Linked DNA regions of Sus scrofa: region 1 is linked to region 2. A link is a contact called in public Hi-C data. All regions are on one chromosome and are shown on one strand. The core of a region is the stretch at or near the end of the contact, and the rest is flanking DNA. Distances in the headings are between cores, read along the strand shown.

What was found. Hi-C and Micro-C count contacts between places; a contact is called where the count stands out from the background.
Region 1: a Hi-C map of skeletal muscle shows a contact between it and region 2, with 6 times the contacts expected there. The contact joins two enhancer-like sites. A contact is called at or near these places in 1 of 47 Hi-C or Micro-C datasets (skeletal muscle) and 1 of 2 datasets of contacts at active chromatin or transcription factors (skeletal muscle).

The regions. Positions count from the first base shown.
Region 1 is chr1:14,211,201-14,214,464 of Sscrofa11.1, forward strand. No RefSeq gene overlaps it. Among named protein-coding and RNA genes, the nearest start is that of ESR1, 280 kb to the right of the region's middle. Within about 2 kb of position 1,546, at least 4 of the 83 cell types and tissues checked have an H3K27ac peak or open chromatin away from gene starts, as enhancers often do. A contact at or near this core is called in skeletal muscle, where this site is marked.
Region 2 is chr1:14,031,327-14,034,729 of Sscrofa11.1, forward strand. The region is part of intron 97 of SYNE1 (nesprin-1); the gene reads left to right. Among named protein-coding and RNA genes, the nearest start is that of SYNE1, 320 kb to the left of the region's middle. Within about 2 kb of position 1,360, at least 9 of the 83 cell types and tissues checked have an H3K27ac peak or open chromatin away from gene starts, as enhancers often do. A contact at or near this core is called in skeletal muscle, where this site is marked.

The DNA of each region.
Region 1 (3,264 bases), core at 296-2,795, 180 kb after region 2:
TTTTCATAAACCCCCTAAGGCTTTTCCTTACATACAAATTTTTTTTTTTTTTTTTTTTTTAGCATTCACAGATAGGTCGAATTGTAAAGATTGTTAGTGGGTGTTTTTGAATATTTAATGATAAATTCCAAGGTGAAGGAATGGGTCATTTGCTCTAGTTTTGTTTGTTTGTTTTTGTTTTTTTGTTTTTTTAAGATTCTATAATTTTATTAACTATACTTTGGTAACACACACTTCCCCTCTTAATTCTTTTTTTTTTCCCCCACTGTACAGCATGGGGATCAAGTTACTCTTACATGTATACATTTTTTTTCCCCACCCTTCGTTCTGTTGCAACATGAGTATCTAGACATAGTTCTCAATGTTACTCAGCAGGATCTCCTTGTAAATCTATTCTAAGTTGTATCTGATAACCCCAAGCTCCCCATCCCTCCCACTCCCTCCCTCTCCCATCGGGCAGCCACTTGCTCTAGTTTTTAAGCTGGTCTTAGTGAAGCCTCTAGCAGCCCCGTTGTGGTACCTTCAGCCCTTCCCTTCATTTTGAAAGAAATGCTGTCTTTTCTGTGGTTGAGCCCAGCGACCCTCTGCACCCAGGGTCCAGCAGGGCCTGGACCACCATGCAGAGCAGCTCCCAGAGGCTGTGGCAAGAGCCCCTCCTGCTGGCTGCACCATCCCCTTGTCCCTGCTGTCCCCCAGCCTGTGGTCTGGGTCCCTGGGTATTGACATGTGCTTTTTGGCTGTAAATCTGGAAATACTCAGGAACCTTTATAGCTTTCGCTCCATGGAGCCTGAATTCGTTCAGTCAGTGCAGTGTTTACCAGCTCACAAACCTCTCATTGGCCTTGACCACAATTACTGATTTCTCAGTGAAGTGGTATCTGATGACAGGTTGCAGAGCTGCAGAAAGGCCTCGGGGAACACTGAGTCTGGGATGATGCCTGGGGCCCTGTCTACCCCACGGCCATCTGGGGGACTGGCTCCTGGCAAAGGGTCCAGAGATAGCTGTTTTGGAGTCCCTTCGTCTGCTCTTCACGGGCCTGGCCCCTGAGGTTATTTCATACCATTTCAAAATCACTTTTGAAAACCTTTGCCCCAATGCGCTTTTTTTTTCTTTTGCTTTTCAGGGCCACACTTGTGGTACATGGAAGTTTCCAGGCTAGGGGTTGAATCGGAGCTGCAGCTGCTATCCTACACCACAGCCATAGCACTGCCAGATCCAAGCTGCATCTGCAACCTACACTGCCGCTCACAGCTACACTGGGGCCAGGGATTGAACTTGCATCTTCATGGATACTAGTTGGGTTTGTAACCCCCTGAGCCACAAAAGGAGCTCCACCCCACAGCTTCCTTGCTTCTGTGTGTTTTATTTTATTTTTGGTCAGTTCTACACAGATACCCAGTCCCTAAGCTGTGGGCCGCGGCCCTGATCCCGGGCCAGGAGCTAGGAGCCGGGCTTTTGGCTAAAAAGGGAAGGGAGTGAACCTGGCCCGGCTACCATCATCCTGAAACAGGTCCTGCTGCCAGTGAGGGTGCCACTGCCTCCGACATCAACATCTCAGGTCATCAGCTAGAAATAGAGCTTCTCCTGATGCCAAGGGACAGACGAAAATCCCTCCTCAGTTCACCCGCAGCTCCTGGCAGAAACCCGGCGCAGGGAGGGCGCCTGGGTGACCTCAGAAACCAGGCACGCTGGCAGCAAATTCCAGGGGCATTAGCAGAAGAAGTGCTGCTCAAGAGGGGGAACATGTCTCCAGAACTCGAGGGGCGAAGCATGAAGCATGCTGCCCAAAGGCCCATATTTCTTTGAAGCGTCACATTTTTGCCTTAAAAGTTCATGGGAATTTTTCCTTTCTACTCATAAAATGTGAAAGCTTGTTTAAATTCAAAACTTAGCACTTTCTCTGATCTTAAGTAATATTTCATATGCACTCTGAGACTTCAAGTAGCCCTCAGGAAGCCCGAACCCTACCAGGTGTCCCAGATTATCTGGAGGCCGTTCCGGTAGAAAGTTCTCTCTCTTGAATAAACATATCTCCCCCGGCTTTAGAGCTACTCTTTCGGAGGTAGTTACAGATTTTGCAATTTTCAGCCACCATGCCTGTGAATTTAAAACCAGGCTTTTATTTATTTATTTATTTATTTATTTACTTACCTTTTTAGAGCTGTACCCACAACCTATGGAAGTTCCCAGGCTATTACCGGTTGAACTGGAGCTGGAGCTGCCAGCCTATGTACACCACAGTCACAGCAGCGCCAGATCCGCGCCACATCCATGACCTACACCGCAGCTTGTGGCATTGCTGGACCCTTAACCCACTGAGCAAGGCCAAGGATCGAATCCACAACCTCATGGTTCCTAGTCGGACTCATTAACCACTGAGCCATGACGGGAACTCCCCCCAAACCAGCTTTTTTTTTTTTGTCTTTTTGCTATTTCTTTGGGGCCGCTCCCACGGCATATGGAGGTTCCCAGGCTAGGAGTCGAATTGGAGCTGTAGCCACTAGCCTACACCAGAGCCACAGCAACACGGGATCCGAGCCGCGTCTGCAATCTACACCACAGCTCACGGCAACGCCGGATCGTTAACCCACTGAGCAAGGGCAGGGACCGAACCCGCAACCTCATGGTTCCTAGTCGGATTCGTTAACCACTGCGCCACGACGGGAACTCCCCAAACCAGCTTTTTAATACACGTAGTCCCAATACTACAAGTTAGAAAATTTTGCTGCCCCAAGGCATCCACTTTGTATTTTTTGAGAAGCAAATCTAAACATGGCAGTTCTGAATCTGAATGTCCCCAAAGGCTTAAGCACATGTCCCATTGGAGAAGGTGGCCTGGAGCCAGTGTGTGAGTTGATCCACTCCCAGTCAGGCGTTCCAACTTTGAACAGACTCCGCCAGGTAGATTTAAAGTTCTGCAGATTGCTCAACCTTCTCCCCAGAGCTCGCTGAGCACTGGAAATAAACACAAGGCACACGTAGACAACGCTGCCCCTGAGTAGCCCGAGAAGGACAAGCAGAGCCAGACAAGGGATGTGGAGTGGGGCGGTGGGGCTGCTGCTTCCAGCTCTGGCCCAGTGAGGAGACTGATGAATCCTTGCTCCAAAACATAGCTACAAAGCTGAACAAAATGACAAGTCCCTCCATTTCGGCACTCTGCAAAGTGACCCAAGGCATACGGCGACAGAAGAGGCGTCTGTGCTTGAAAACCTGCTTAACTTTGGGCACGAACAGTGTGAATCTGTGGCATTCTTGCTCCCACC
Region 2 (3,403 bases), core at 110-2,609:
TGTTATGAGGTGACTTTTAGTGTACATTATACTACATTATATTAAATAGAGATTAGACTAAATTAAATACTTCAAAAAATTGTCATAAAAATGTTGAATAGAAAACAAAAAAGATGCTTTAACGATAACTAAAACTGTTTTTTTTTAATTAATTAATTAATTAATTTTTGGCTTTTTAGAGCTGCACCCGTGGCATATGGAGGTTCCCAGGCTAGGGGTCTAATCGGAGCTGTAGCCACTGGCCTATACCACAGCCACAGGCACAGGGGATCCGAGGCACATCTGCAACCTATACCACAGCTCATGGCAATGCTGGATCCTTAACCCACTGAGCAAGGCCAGGGATCGAACCCAGAACCTCATGGTTCCTAGTTGGATTCGTTAACCACTGCGCCACAGCAGGAACTCCAGCAGGAACTTTTAAAATAGGATTTCTGTGTTAAAGAGAATCCACCAACCCCTCCCCCCAAAAAGGGAAAATAAAATGAAGAAAGAATAAAATAAGACAATTTTTTTGGTAAAAATGTATGTCACTCTAAGGAAGGTATTAATTCATCAAGCACATTGTGAGTACCTAACGGGCATGAACTCTTGTGCTGGGTTCCAGAGATGTAACAAAGAAAGAGACAGAGGTGGCCCCTGTCTTCAAGCACCTTATAATCTAGAGAAAGGTGGCCATAAGATGAATCATAACGAAAGTGATGAGAGGAAATTAAAAAAATAAAATAAAAAGGAGAAGTCCACAGTATTCTGGAGAATTTGGGAAACTGTCCTCCAAATTCTGATTTTAAAACATGAATTGCTCATTTTTTGATGATGTGTTCTTTCCTGTGGTCACAGATGTCATTGAAATCATAGAAATATGGCTAGAGTCAGCTTTTTTACTGTGTAGGAAAAATGTATCCCATATAAGGTGCCTGATGCTCTTGAAATTTTCACATTGAACAATGGACATTGACTTTCGGGCTGACACTGTGGGAAGAATAGCCCTTTCCTAAAGTTAGAAGTCTCAGTGCTACATCTTATGAAATGTCTTTCCATGTGCATGGGAAACTGTTCTGTAAATGATCAGATATGCAAGCATTTTTGTTATGATTCTTTTAACTGTCAAGCTCAATCCAATCCCAGAATGATGAGCAAAATCGTGCTTTGTCTTGATCTCATTTTGACCCTGTCTCCTATAACACAGGAAAAATCAGTTTAAGTTACATTATTAATTTAACATACTTGTATATGGTCCTGCAAGTATGGGGCGGGGGGAATCTTTATTTCGTTGATAGCAAACAGCTACACTCCAGAAAACTGTTAGAAGCAAAAGTATTAATGCTTGATGTTACACAAATCAACCCCTCATTACAGCCACGCATTATTTCTGGCCAGTGATGTAAGTCAGAGGAAAAGGAACAAATCCTGCAACAGGGTCAGCGCTGCTTGGATTTACAAAATTTTCTCTAGACACTGAGAACGTTTAGAGTTCCCATACGTTCCCACTGGCGGATTCAGAACACCGTATGGAATGTGCACAGCTGTTTCCAGGAGCAGCCAAATATAACAGCTTTATAAAATCGCAGCTGTTATAAAAAGGCTGTGTGCTTGCTGCTCCTGTAAGTAGATCTCCATTATATAACGAACCAATGCCCCCGCAGTCAGGGTGTTCAGTCTCTGACAGTAGCTATTAGCTGAAATGTGATAACAGTTTAGTTTACTTGGGGATAGAAATAACGAGGCAGCCGCAGAACTTGCGGCAGGCTTCTGGATCCTATTAAAAAGCAAGCCAAGACTTGGGCTCCTCAGAAGAGTTGGAGGAAGTAGAAGTTTGCAAAGAGAGTAGTATAGTGGATAGAACCCCCGGGCTCCGGGCAAAGTTCAGCTTTTCTTCCTCTAAGCTGAGAGTCTCTGCAAAGTCCCTCAGTCCCCTCATTTGTCCTGGGAAACAATGCTACTGAATTTATGAAATCGTGAAAGTTGAATCTGATGTTAATTTTGAAAGTACCTTTTAGATTGGAAAATGCTGATCAAAGGGTAGCCGTGGTTTTCCAAATTGAATTCCTTAGGAATCTGCTGAATAATAAGCTCTCCTAACTTAAGCACATAAGTAACAAGAGATGTGTTTCTAAGGGTGGTCCCTCACTATGCCAAATACTGCCTTTATCGAAGAGTTATAGGACTGATCCCTTTTATTGAATGTATGTCCTCAGAAAGATGTGTTATTAATCTACAAAAAGTGATACATTTTCAAATTATTTTTGGAAACCAGGAGTCGTCATTCCTAATAGGCTGTGCACGCGTGCGTGCATGCATACAAGTCAGAAAAAAGATTTTGTAACAAATTTATTTTATTCTTCTAGAGGAGAACCTTCTTTATTTCTAATAGAATACTTAATGTAAAATGTTTACATTTGGAGTTCCCATCATGGTGCAGTGGAAACGAATCCGACTAGGAACCATGAGGTTACAGGTTTAATCCCTGGCCTTGCTCAGTGGGTTAAGGATCCGGAGTTGCCATGAGCTGTGGTGTAGGTTGCAGATGTGGCTTGGATCCGGCATGGCTTTGGCTGTGGCATATTAGACCCCTAGGCTGGGAACCTCCATATGCCAAGGGTGCGGCCCTGAAAAGACAAAAAGACAAAAAAATAAAATAGAAATAAAATGTTTACATTAAAGCAGCATCTTGCTTGTCCTTGTGGTAGTTAAAAGTACTACCTTCCAGAGTACCCATTGTGGCTCAGTGGAGACAAATCCAACTAGTATCCATGAGGTTATGAGTTCTATTCCTGGCCTTGCCCAGTGGATTGGGGATCTGGTGTTGCTGTGAGCTGTGGTGTAGGTCGCAGACACAGCTCAGATCCAACGTTGCTGTGGCTCTGGCATGGGCTGGCAGCTGCAGCTCCAATTAGACCCCTAGCCTGGAACCTCCATATGCTGAGGGTGTGGCCCTAAAAATCAAAAACAGAAACAAACAAAAAATAGTACTACCTTCATGTATACAAAATGATAACATTTACAAAAGTGCTTTTACACATGCAATTTTTTTATGAATGCCTGTGTCTGCCTGTTACTTGCCAAACCCTCCATGATATCCTCAGGATCAAAGACACTGTCACAGTGTTTAAGGAACCCATTGATAGTCTGGATGAGTGCAGGCAGATGAATCCTGTGAAGTGGGACCAGCGCTGTAGTGGTGGGAAGCACAGTGTTAGGGAAAGACACAGAGAAAGTGCCTCACCAAGGCTGGAGTTCCCTGGACCAAGGATGCCCCTCTCTCTTTAGTTTTAATGCAGGGCGAGTTAGGCACAATTGGGGTGCACTCCAGTGATGCCCAATTAGATGGGAGTTTTTAAGCTGAAGGAAGCAAATGTGGGAAGTCTTTCAGGCAGCACGCAGGAGAATGGTCCATGAAGGC